2 separate regions of the Mus musculus genome follow, and region 2 is linked to region 1. The links are chromatin contacts, called in public Hi-C maps. All regions are on one chromosome and are shown on one strand. The core of a region is the stretch at or near the end of the contact, and the rest is flanking DNA. Distances in the headings are between cores, read along the strand shown. Region 1 overlaps Ltbp1 (latent transforming growth factor beta binding protein 1). Region 2 overlaps Ltbp1 (latent transforming growth factor beta binding protein 1).

Region 1 (4,276 bases), core at 888-3,387:
AGGGGTGTGGATGGAACGGGTTGATTGGTTATAACGAAGTACCTAATTATCACTAGGGTGGGGAGCCAGACAGAGCAGGGCTTGCGTGTGGAGTTGTGCAGAGTTTGCAGAGAGCTCTGCACAGGGGCTTCAGATAAAACTTCTATGCTCTATTCCAGACAGGGTCAGGACGAGAAAGGGAATCCTCCAGTTTGCACTGAGCTCGGAGAGAGCTCTCCCAACTTGGTGGACTGTGACCCTAACAGCAGGGTTCTCCAACAGCTAAGGAAAAACAACACAGAGAAAACCTGCCTTGACACCCCTCCTTCCCAAAAAAACACCAACAAAAAAAAGAGATGATTTAGATTTGATTGTTAAGAATTTGGGGGGATCATTACGGAACCCTATCCAAGGATCGTCCTCCTCTTTAACACAGAATCTAGGTCAGAGCATTGGATCACAGATTGGCAAAAGAGCCCTGAAGAATTTTCTGAGACATTTGATTTAGGTCTCTCTCTCTCTCTCTCTCTCTCTCTCTCTCTCTCTTTTTTATTCTCAGGGGGTACATTTGGGATTATGAAGGAATTTCCATATGTTTTTAATGAGTTTAACTTCTCAGGCCATTCCACAGAGGTCTCCAGCGAGGATGCCACTTACAGAGAGCATACGCTGTGAGGTGTGCCATAGAGAGAGAGGGGGTGGCTCTGTGCACAGCTCAGAGTCCTGGTGTTTGTCAGCCGAGAGAGGCAGCACCACTTAATACTTCACGTCTTCTGGGATGGTTAAGCCAATCAAAATTCCAGCACGAAGGAGGAAGAGTTCCCCCCTACGCCCCCATTGTAGGAGCTACTACCAATTGATGGCCGCTGAGGATGAGAGATCACCCTTCTTTGGTGGTAGGTTGCTCGTACAAGATCACCCTTCTTTGGTGGTAGGTTGCTCGTACCACACCGTGCACATATGGGCAGAGCTAACTGGATTCAACTGTTAATGTTAATAGCAATATGACTAAGGACGTGAAGTTGGGTGGGAGACAGGGTAAGGGCATAAGGAGAAGCTGGACGGAGATAGTGGTGGCCAAATATGATCAGTACATGCTGTACACATGCACACAACCTTCAAACAAAAAAATATTATTTAAAAAAATGGGAGGCACTTTTAGTGTGTGTGTGCCTTCAGCCGGATTCACCTGGGTGGGGAAAGGTTGTCTTTTTGGTACCAGTGCCAATGACAGTAACTATTCTGCTGTCCCGCCTTCTAGTGGTTTTTGGCTGAGTCATTCTCTTTCCGTGTCCCACCTGACCATCCTCTTCCTCCCCTTCTCTACTCTGAATAAACGTTGGGATTCTTTTCATTTTTTCTTCTGACATTCGCCATTGCTCAGCTTGGTTGTAGTGAGGTTTCGTAGGTGGTTTTCCAGAACAGGAAAGTAATCCAGCACATTCAAGCTCAGCCACACCAGATGGGTCAGAGTAAGACAGCTCTGTCTCTCGGAACTCCTGCCCTAATTCAGTGGAACAACAGAGTGAGGAGACGAGCAAGACTCTCTGAGGTCTCTGGACTCTACCTTTCTCTATAAAAAGTCTGGCAAAATTCTATACGTGTTTCCTCTAGGGTGGGATCATAACACGGGAGATACACTTTCAAATTTCTTGATAGAAAAGCGCTATAGAAGGCTGGATATGGTGATTCCCACCTGCAGTCCCAGTTTCCTGGAAGATCTGAAGTCCTAAGGTCCATCCTGGGCTACAGAGTGAGACCCTGTACCAGGAAAAAAGTACTATCTAGATATTGGTTATAAGTGGTCTTACATTTTGGATAAGTTGTTCTGTTTTGTTAAACTAGCATGGATATAATTATTGCTATTATGTGGAAAGGCTCAATTGTTATCATCTGGAATGCAGAAGGTCTCCTGTGTTTGGACAAGTGGTGTACTTGACAGAACTCTGTTGTCTGGTGGCCTGTTACAGAGTGGTCTCCTGAAACATGATGTCATAGACTCAGCCCTAACTGTGCCAGGCCCTATGCTGAGCTAGCTGCTCCACCAGGGTTTCGGTGGATCTCCACGTTTTATGGATGCACGAACCCAAGGCAGGGTTCAGACTCAGAGCCAGCCTGTTTTCATCTTCCTGTCTCCCAGGATCTGTGCAGACTACAGATGGTGTTTGTCCTGGTTGGAGCTCAGCTGCCATGCCTGGCGAGATTTCTGTGGGAAAATGAGCCTCAGATTGTCACTGGGGATTCCAGTGGGGGCGGGGGGAGTGTAGGATCTTCCCACCCTCCTGGGGTTGAGCAATACTGATTTGGTTAACCAAGCAAGCATCTGTGGCTGTCTTCACCAACATCCAGGACTTTCTCTAGGAGCTTGCATTCTTCTTTGGGGTTAAATACCTCAAGGTCCCCGTCTTTCTCTCAAGGTTCCAGGTCCCTACTGGAGCAGGTTGTAGACATATGGATGCAGACGCACAGGGATGGCTGGATTCCGTGTGGCTTTCCAGGGCACACCAGGAGTGTCATTTACGTCTTTTTCCCCAATTGCTTTCCTTTATTTTCTGGAAACTAGGGAAGAGGTTTGTACTCTCTGTTCTTTTTGTACTTTTAGCCTGTCTGGCCTCTGATGGCCTCTTCTTTCCCAAGCATCTATCTCTAGCTTTTTCTGCCAAGAAGGGATGACATGCTAATTCCTGGCTTTCTGAGAGTCTTTTCATCTATCCCTTTAAGCAAGTCAAGTGCAAAACGTGTCCTTCAAGTGTGCCCCGCGCTTGGTGCATGACTGGTATTCAGCTGGTGTTCTTTTTGAATGAATGAGTTTCTCATCTTGTCTTCTGAGCCTGTTGAGTTCATTAGGTTTGCATTTTGTACCTTTTTTTTTTTTTTTTGTGGTCTGGGTATTAAAAGTCCCCTGTAGGCTCGTTTGTTTGAGTTCTTGATTCTCCAGCAGGCAGTACTGTTTGCAGAGGTTATAGGACCTTTAGGAAGTAAACCTTAAGGTGTCGGTTGCTGGGGGTGGGCCTTGAAATGTATAGCCTGGACCCACTCTTTCTGCTTCCTTATCTGTCCAGATGTGCCCAGCAGCCTCGTACTCCTGCTGCCACACTTTATTTGACATGATAGACTCTCTCACTGTGAGCCAGAGCTGCCTTTCATCAGCCAGTTGACTGTAGCAACATCTCATAGATACACCTTATACATATGGATAATTGAATTCGATTTGCATATATTCTGTGAGGGAATCGAGACTCAGCTCTCAGGGTAGAGAATCAGACTGATGCCTTTAGGGTGCTCTTGGGGAGGGAATGGGTTGGTGGAAGCCTAGTGCAGAGGGAGTCCAGACTCAGGGAGAGGGGACTAGATAACAGCATTTGGTGATGGGAGGGGAAGGTCTTACATGGGAGGGATGTAGGATGGACAGACTATTGTTGGCTATGTTTGAGTCAATGCAGGACAAAAGCTGCCATCCCTCACTCTTCCTGCAGCCAGGGTGATGTGTATCTGCTGGGGGTATAGATTGAGGAGGAGGGGTTCTTGACTGAAGGTAGTTTGAAGGAGTCTAGCAAAAAGAGAAGAAAGGGATGAAACGTGAGAATGTCGGTAGAAAGGAGAGAAGGAAGGAAGTTCCTCACTGTCTGTGGTCCAGGGTCAGGGTCGCTGTCCTTGCTATCATTCCCAATCGAGTCACATCAGTTGGAGCCTGCCTGTTAGCATGCTGGGCCAAGGGATTGAGGTTTTTTTTTTGTTTTTGTTTTTGTTTTTTTTGTTTTTTTTTTTAACAAGCAGTAATATATTGGAGCACTCTTTAAAATTTTTCACAATAATAAAATTCACATTGTTAAGAATCATTCAGCAACCATGAAATTTACACAAATGATTTAAACATACAGTATTACCTTGCATTTTCACCTCAATTTTTGAAATGTGTATTTGTTTATGCTTCACAGTTGCTCTGCCTCCATGTCCTGTGGAACTTGGCTCTTTGATCCTTTATATCTTTAAACTCCCACAGTTTACAACTTAGTGATGCTCTTGTTCCAAGGATAACCAGGGTTCTTCTTGCCCTGCAAATCTGAGTTCTAAGTAGGACAAACAGTAGCATTGCTTGATCAAATGTGTGAACAAATGACATACATTTTAAGATGCTTATATGCGACTGGCAGTGTACTTAGAAATAATTGTGACTAACACTAACCTTTCTGTAATAGATGATAGCATATTATTCACCATCTCCCACAACTTGAATAATAGAAACCCACTGGCACCCATATACATTTGTTAATTGACAAATAAGTTCATGATGTGC
Region 2 (4,276 bases), core at 1,253-3,752, 220 kb after region 1:
CCTTTCCAAGCAAGAGGACTGCTGTGGGACAGTGGGGACGTCCTGGGGCTTTAACAAATGCCAGAAGTGCCCCAAGAAACAATGTAAGTGACATCTCCTTATTCCTCGTGGTTAATGGGAGCCTCTTTTCTTACCGTAACTCTTAATCATGAGTCTCTTAGATCTTCAAAGAAATCACTGGCTGTATTCCAGAGCATAGTGCTACGACCTGCATTTCTAGAGACATTGCAAGTCCATTAAAACTTTCATACCAGCCCTTCCTCCTGGTCCTCCTCTTCCTCTTCTCCCTTCTCCTATTCTTCTTATTCTCCTCCTCTTCTTCCTCTTGCTCCTCTTCCTTCTCCTCTTCCTTCTTTTAAACAGTTACCAGCCACCTTCCTCAGTTTAATTACGTATGTAGGGGATGTACTGGGAAGAATTGGTGAGAAAAAAAAATCAGCTTTTCAGGCCCTAGGGAATAGGGAGTAGATGGCTCTTAATATGTGAATGAGTATTACAAACCCTATTTAAAAAAAGTCAGTACAGTTACTATTCATTAGGTTAGACTCTTTAAGTGAAAATGTTGTGAGTCTTCTCAACTTGAGCTACACATTTCATTCTGCTGCAGATCTCCTTCATACAAAGAAGCTCAGATGGGGAATTGATTGCTTACAGATCTGCGAAAAAAGAATGTGTAATTATTGAACCTAATATGTGGCCCCTTTTTCTTAAGTCTGCTTTGCACTGCCCCAGTCCCTAGTGCCAACACGCTGTGATTAGCCCTCAGAGTGTTTTACAGAAACTGTTACTTGAATAAATCCAGGTTTACATCAATCCATTGCCCTCTTCTCTACAAAAGATGATAGCTCTGTCTTTGAATGTAGTCTTAACTCTGACAGATTTCAAAGAAACACATTTTAGAAAGGCAGTACTAACTTGTTTCAGGGTGAGTTTTATTAAACTTCTGTTCTTCCCCCCCCCCCAACTGACTTTTTCTTCCTTTTTTTCTTCTCAGTCATCAGTTTCATAAAGCTTTTATAAAGACTTTTATAATTGTCTCTCCCTCTCATCTTAAAGGGACATCTCATTTGCTACAGTCAGATGATGTTTATTTATCGACTGAATTGATACTCTTGCTTGTCTTTAAAACCCTTTTAAGTATTTTTATTTTATATATATGCATGTTTTGCTTGCATGCTTATATGTGTATCCCATTTGTGCCTGGTACCCACAGAGTTCAGAAGAAAGTGTCAAATCCCCTAGAAGTAGAGTTATGTATGGCATGAGCCACCGTGTAGATGCTGGAAACTGAGCAACAAGTGCTCTTAACTACTGAGCCATCTCTCCAACTTCTCACTTGCCCTTTAAACCTTTTTGTTTAACCTAAAAAACCTACTACTTGTCTTTTTAAAACTACTCTCCCAGCATGGTAATTTTCTGTAAACCACCTCTTCCTTTGTCTGCCCTTCTGATTCCTAGTTTCTCAAACATACAGGGTCTCTGATTACCTGAAGTATTCATTCAATTTGTTGACACTACTTAGCGTTTGTTAGAAATTCCTGCTAAAGTTTGTGAACATTGGTTCTTCCTTAAAGAGAGAAAAAAGTCCCATGAGATCCTCAGTAGTCAAAGAATGTCTCACATGGATTTTCCAAGGGGGCCGGATGATGGTTAGTTAGATGGATTTCCACGAAGCAGGCTGGTTGAATGATAACGATCCCACATTACTTAAAGACCTGTTTACCTAAATTATTTTGGTTCTCTGACTGAAGGGACCTCTGGGATACATTTGAAATTATTTGAAGAACTTGGTGTTTTAGAGTTGGGGTGACACAAACGTGACTGCCTCCCGCTGTCATTCGCTGTTGATTCTGATGAGTCATTAACCTGGAATCTGTATCTAAATGGCTAAAAGCACACTGCCATCTGCCCCATTCATTTGTCATGTGTGTTTGTCTAATGCTGTTGTGGTAGAGACATGTTTCCCCCTGTTAGGTCTAAGGATGGGGGTGAGAGAGGATCCTCCAACCTGCGTTCTGGTCTCCTTCTGTTTCTTTATATATTTTTCTTCTTCCCCTTTATTTTTCTTTTTCCATTTGTTGGCTGCTTTGTGCCTTTTCTCCAATCTTAGCTATTTCTATTTTTTTCTCTTTTCTAAATTCCAAAGGAGCCGAGAGTGACAGATGTTAGGAGTAAAGGGGTTCACATCATCTCCCCCCTTAATTCCTAAGGCTATTATTATTCCTGACCTCCAGCCATTTGTTTCTAGCATTGCATCATCTGGGCAGGAACCCACTGCTTTATATGGTGTTGTTAGCGCCACAGCTCAGTACTGACGATGACTTCAGCGGAATGGGAAAGTACAGAGTCGCCCTTTTTAACAAAAACGTTGGTGAAAATAAGCCCGTGGCTCATTTGATGTCTGAATTGAAGAGATGGCTTTGGTTTCAGAGTGGTAGGGATGAGGAGTGAGGTGAACTCTCACATCCTGGCATTTGCTGTGCTTATACTGTCTGAAGTGACTCACCAGCAAGCAGCACACTCAAGGTCACATTCTTCTTAAGATCTTTCCTTCCCTTGTTTGGCACTACTCTCTAAATGGTATTCATGCTGGAAGAGAGCAGACGGTCCTTGGCTTCTATATATGATGGTTGGGGTTCCATGACCTTGTTTAGTTTGTACTTTGTTTTGTTTTTCTCCAAATAGTTCAAACCTCAACTTTCACGTGGCTTTCATTTAATGAAGTTTTGTTTAGCCTCATGCAAAAACCTTTCATTGTCAATAATTTTCTTTTTGCTATTGAAAACTCAATTTTAAATCTACAAATTGTTTCATTAACTAGTTTATCATCTATTAGCGATGTGCTTAGTGTGAACAAGTCGATTGTCTCCTCAAAGTTTTAGAAGAAAATTGGCTTAGAATCCTAAGCAGAGGGAGACAAGGTCATCTGGTCTGGCTCCATGCCTTGAAGAGACTGCTGAATATGATCCTTTTGTCACTGAAGGACTCGCAACTGAGGTCCCGGTTTCTGTAGGCACCCACATTGGTGTCTTCATTGTAGGGGACAACACTGGACTTGAGGCCAATGGATGAATGAAGCAACTTCCACATGCCAATGTTTCCCCTGTTAGCCCACTGTTTCTTGAAACAAGTATCTGTAGGGGAATGCATCTTATGATGGGAATATTTAATAACGAATTAGAAGATAATACAAAGCAGTCTTAACGTTCAGTTAATACAGTAAAGGTTTCCTGTCAACTTCCTAGGAATACAGCTAGTGCAATAGGAAGCACACTGAGAACAAGCATGCAAGCATGAGGCGGAAGTCTCTGTTGGTACTCATAGCTTGTAAATGGTCAATCTATTGGTGTGGTAAATGGCACCACATCTAGCAGCTTCCGATCACAAGAACTTAAATCATAATGAATGCTTTTCTTCCCGCCATTTACAGCCTATCATGGATATACTCAAATGATGGAATGCCTACAAGGATATAAACGGGTTAACAACACCTTTTGTCAAGGTAAGGCTTTTGGAATGTACTGATGTGGACCCCCTGGGTAGAAGCTTGAGTTCTTTTGTCACATGATGCTCCGGGGCCCAGCATGTGACAGTTACATGGTAGATGTGTGATGTCCTGCTCTCTCCAGGTGGCTAAGGGCATACTGATATGTGATTGGTAAAGTTTTTACTTACTCTTTCAAGCTACTGGAATGCTTACCATTTCTTAACTTGTGGCAAAACCCTGCAGGAGCGTGGCTAGCACTGAGCAGACCCGGGTCCCCACACTGGTTATGTTCTATGTGTGCACGGGTACCCGCACCTGTGCCTGCTTAGCCGAGGTACTTCCCTGCTGACCTATCATCTACAACACAGTTCCCTTTTCTCCTCCCATGAGTATTTTGCTACCCATCTCAGATTTTGTAAGAACTAAATACTGGCCTGAACAGGTGTCCTCTAGGCAGCCAGAAAAGCCAGAGCCTTAAATGTGAGATGCCCTGAGTACTTTGCTTCATTTTCTTAGCATCATAGGGAAGTTGTAGATACTGGGAAGACCTCATAATTTATCAAGTCTTGGGCCTAGAAGTGAAAAACCTAAAGCCACACTGAGAGGTTAGATGTCTTCTGTGTGGCTGGGTAGAGTTGAAAGCATATCTCAATTTGACCAGTGCCTGCTTCAGGACTAATATCATCAAATTTTCATCTAGTTACTTAGGGGAACCACTGCCAAGAGTCCTCAGGCAGCGCTAGGATTTCTTCATACTTAGTCTGTAAATTATTTCTTTATGTCGTGTTC

Evidence for each region. A called contact is a pair of places that touch in the nucleus more often than the background predicts.
Region 2: a Hi-C map of muscle stem cells shows a contact between it and region 1, with 2.3 times the contacts expected there. The contact joins two enhancer-like sites. A contact is called at or near these places in 1 of 15 datasets of contacts at CTCF or cohesin (the NIH/3T3 cell line) and 2 of 484 Hi-C or Micro-C datasets (muscle stem cells and nephron progenitors).

What each region holds. Positions count from the first base shown.
Region 1 is chr17:75,025,389-75,029,664 of GRCm38.p6, forward strand. All of the region lies in intron 2 of Ltbp1 (latent transforming growth factor beta binding protein 1), which reads left to right. Among named protein-coding and RNA genes, the nearest start is that of Ltbp1, 22 kb to the left of the region's middle. Within about 2 kb of position 2,138, at least 14 of the 459 cell types and tissues checked have an H3K27ac peak or open chromatin away from gene starts, as enhancers often do. A contact at or near this core is called in muscle stem cells, where this site is marked.
Region 2 is chr17:75,248,914-75,253,189 of GRCm38.p6, forward strand. Ltbp1 (latent transforming growth factor beta binding protein 1) reads left to right here. Exons shown (of 34, transcript NM_019919.4): 8 at 1-83; 9 at 3,431-3,502. Among named protein-coding and RNA genes, the nearest start is that of Rasgrp3, 180 kb to the right of the region's middle. Within about 2 kb of position 2,503, at least 38 of the 459 cell types and tissues checked have an H3K27ac peak or open chromatin away from gene starts, as enhancers often do. A contact at or near this core is called in muscle stem cells, where this site is marked.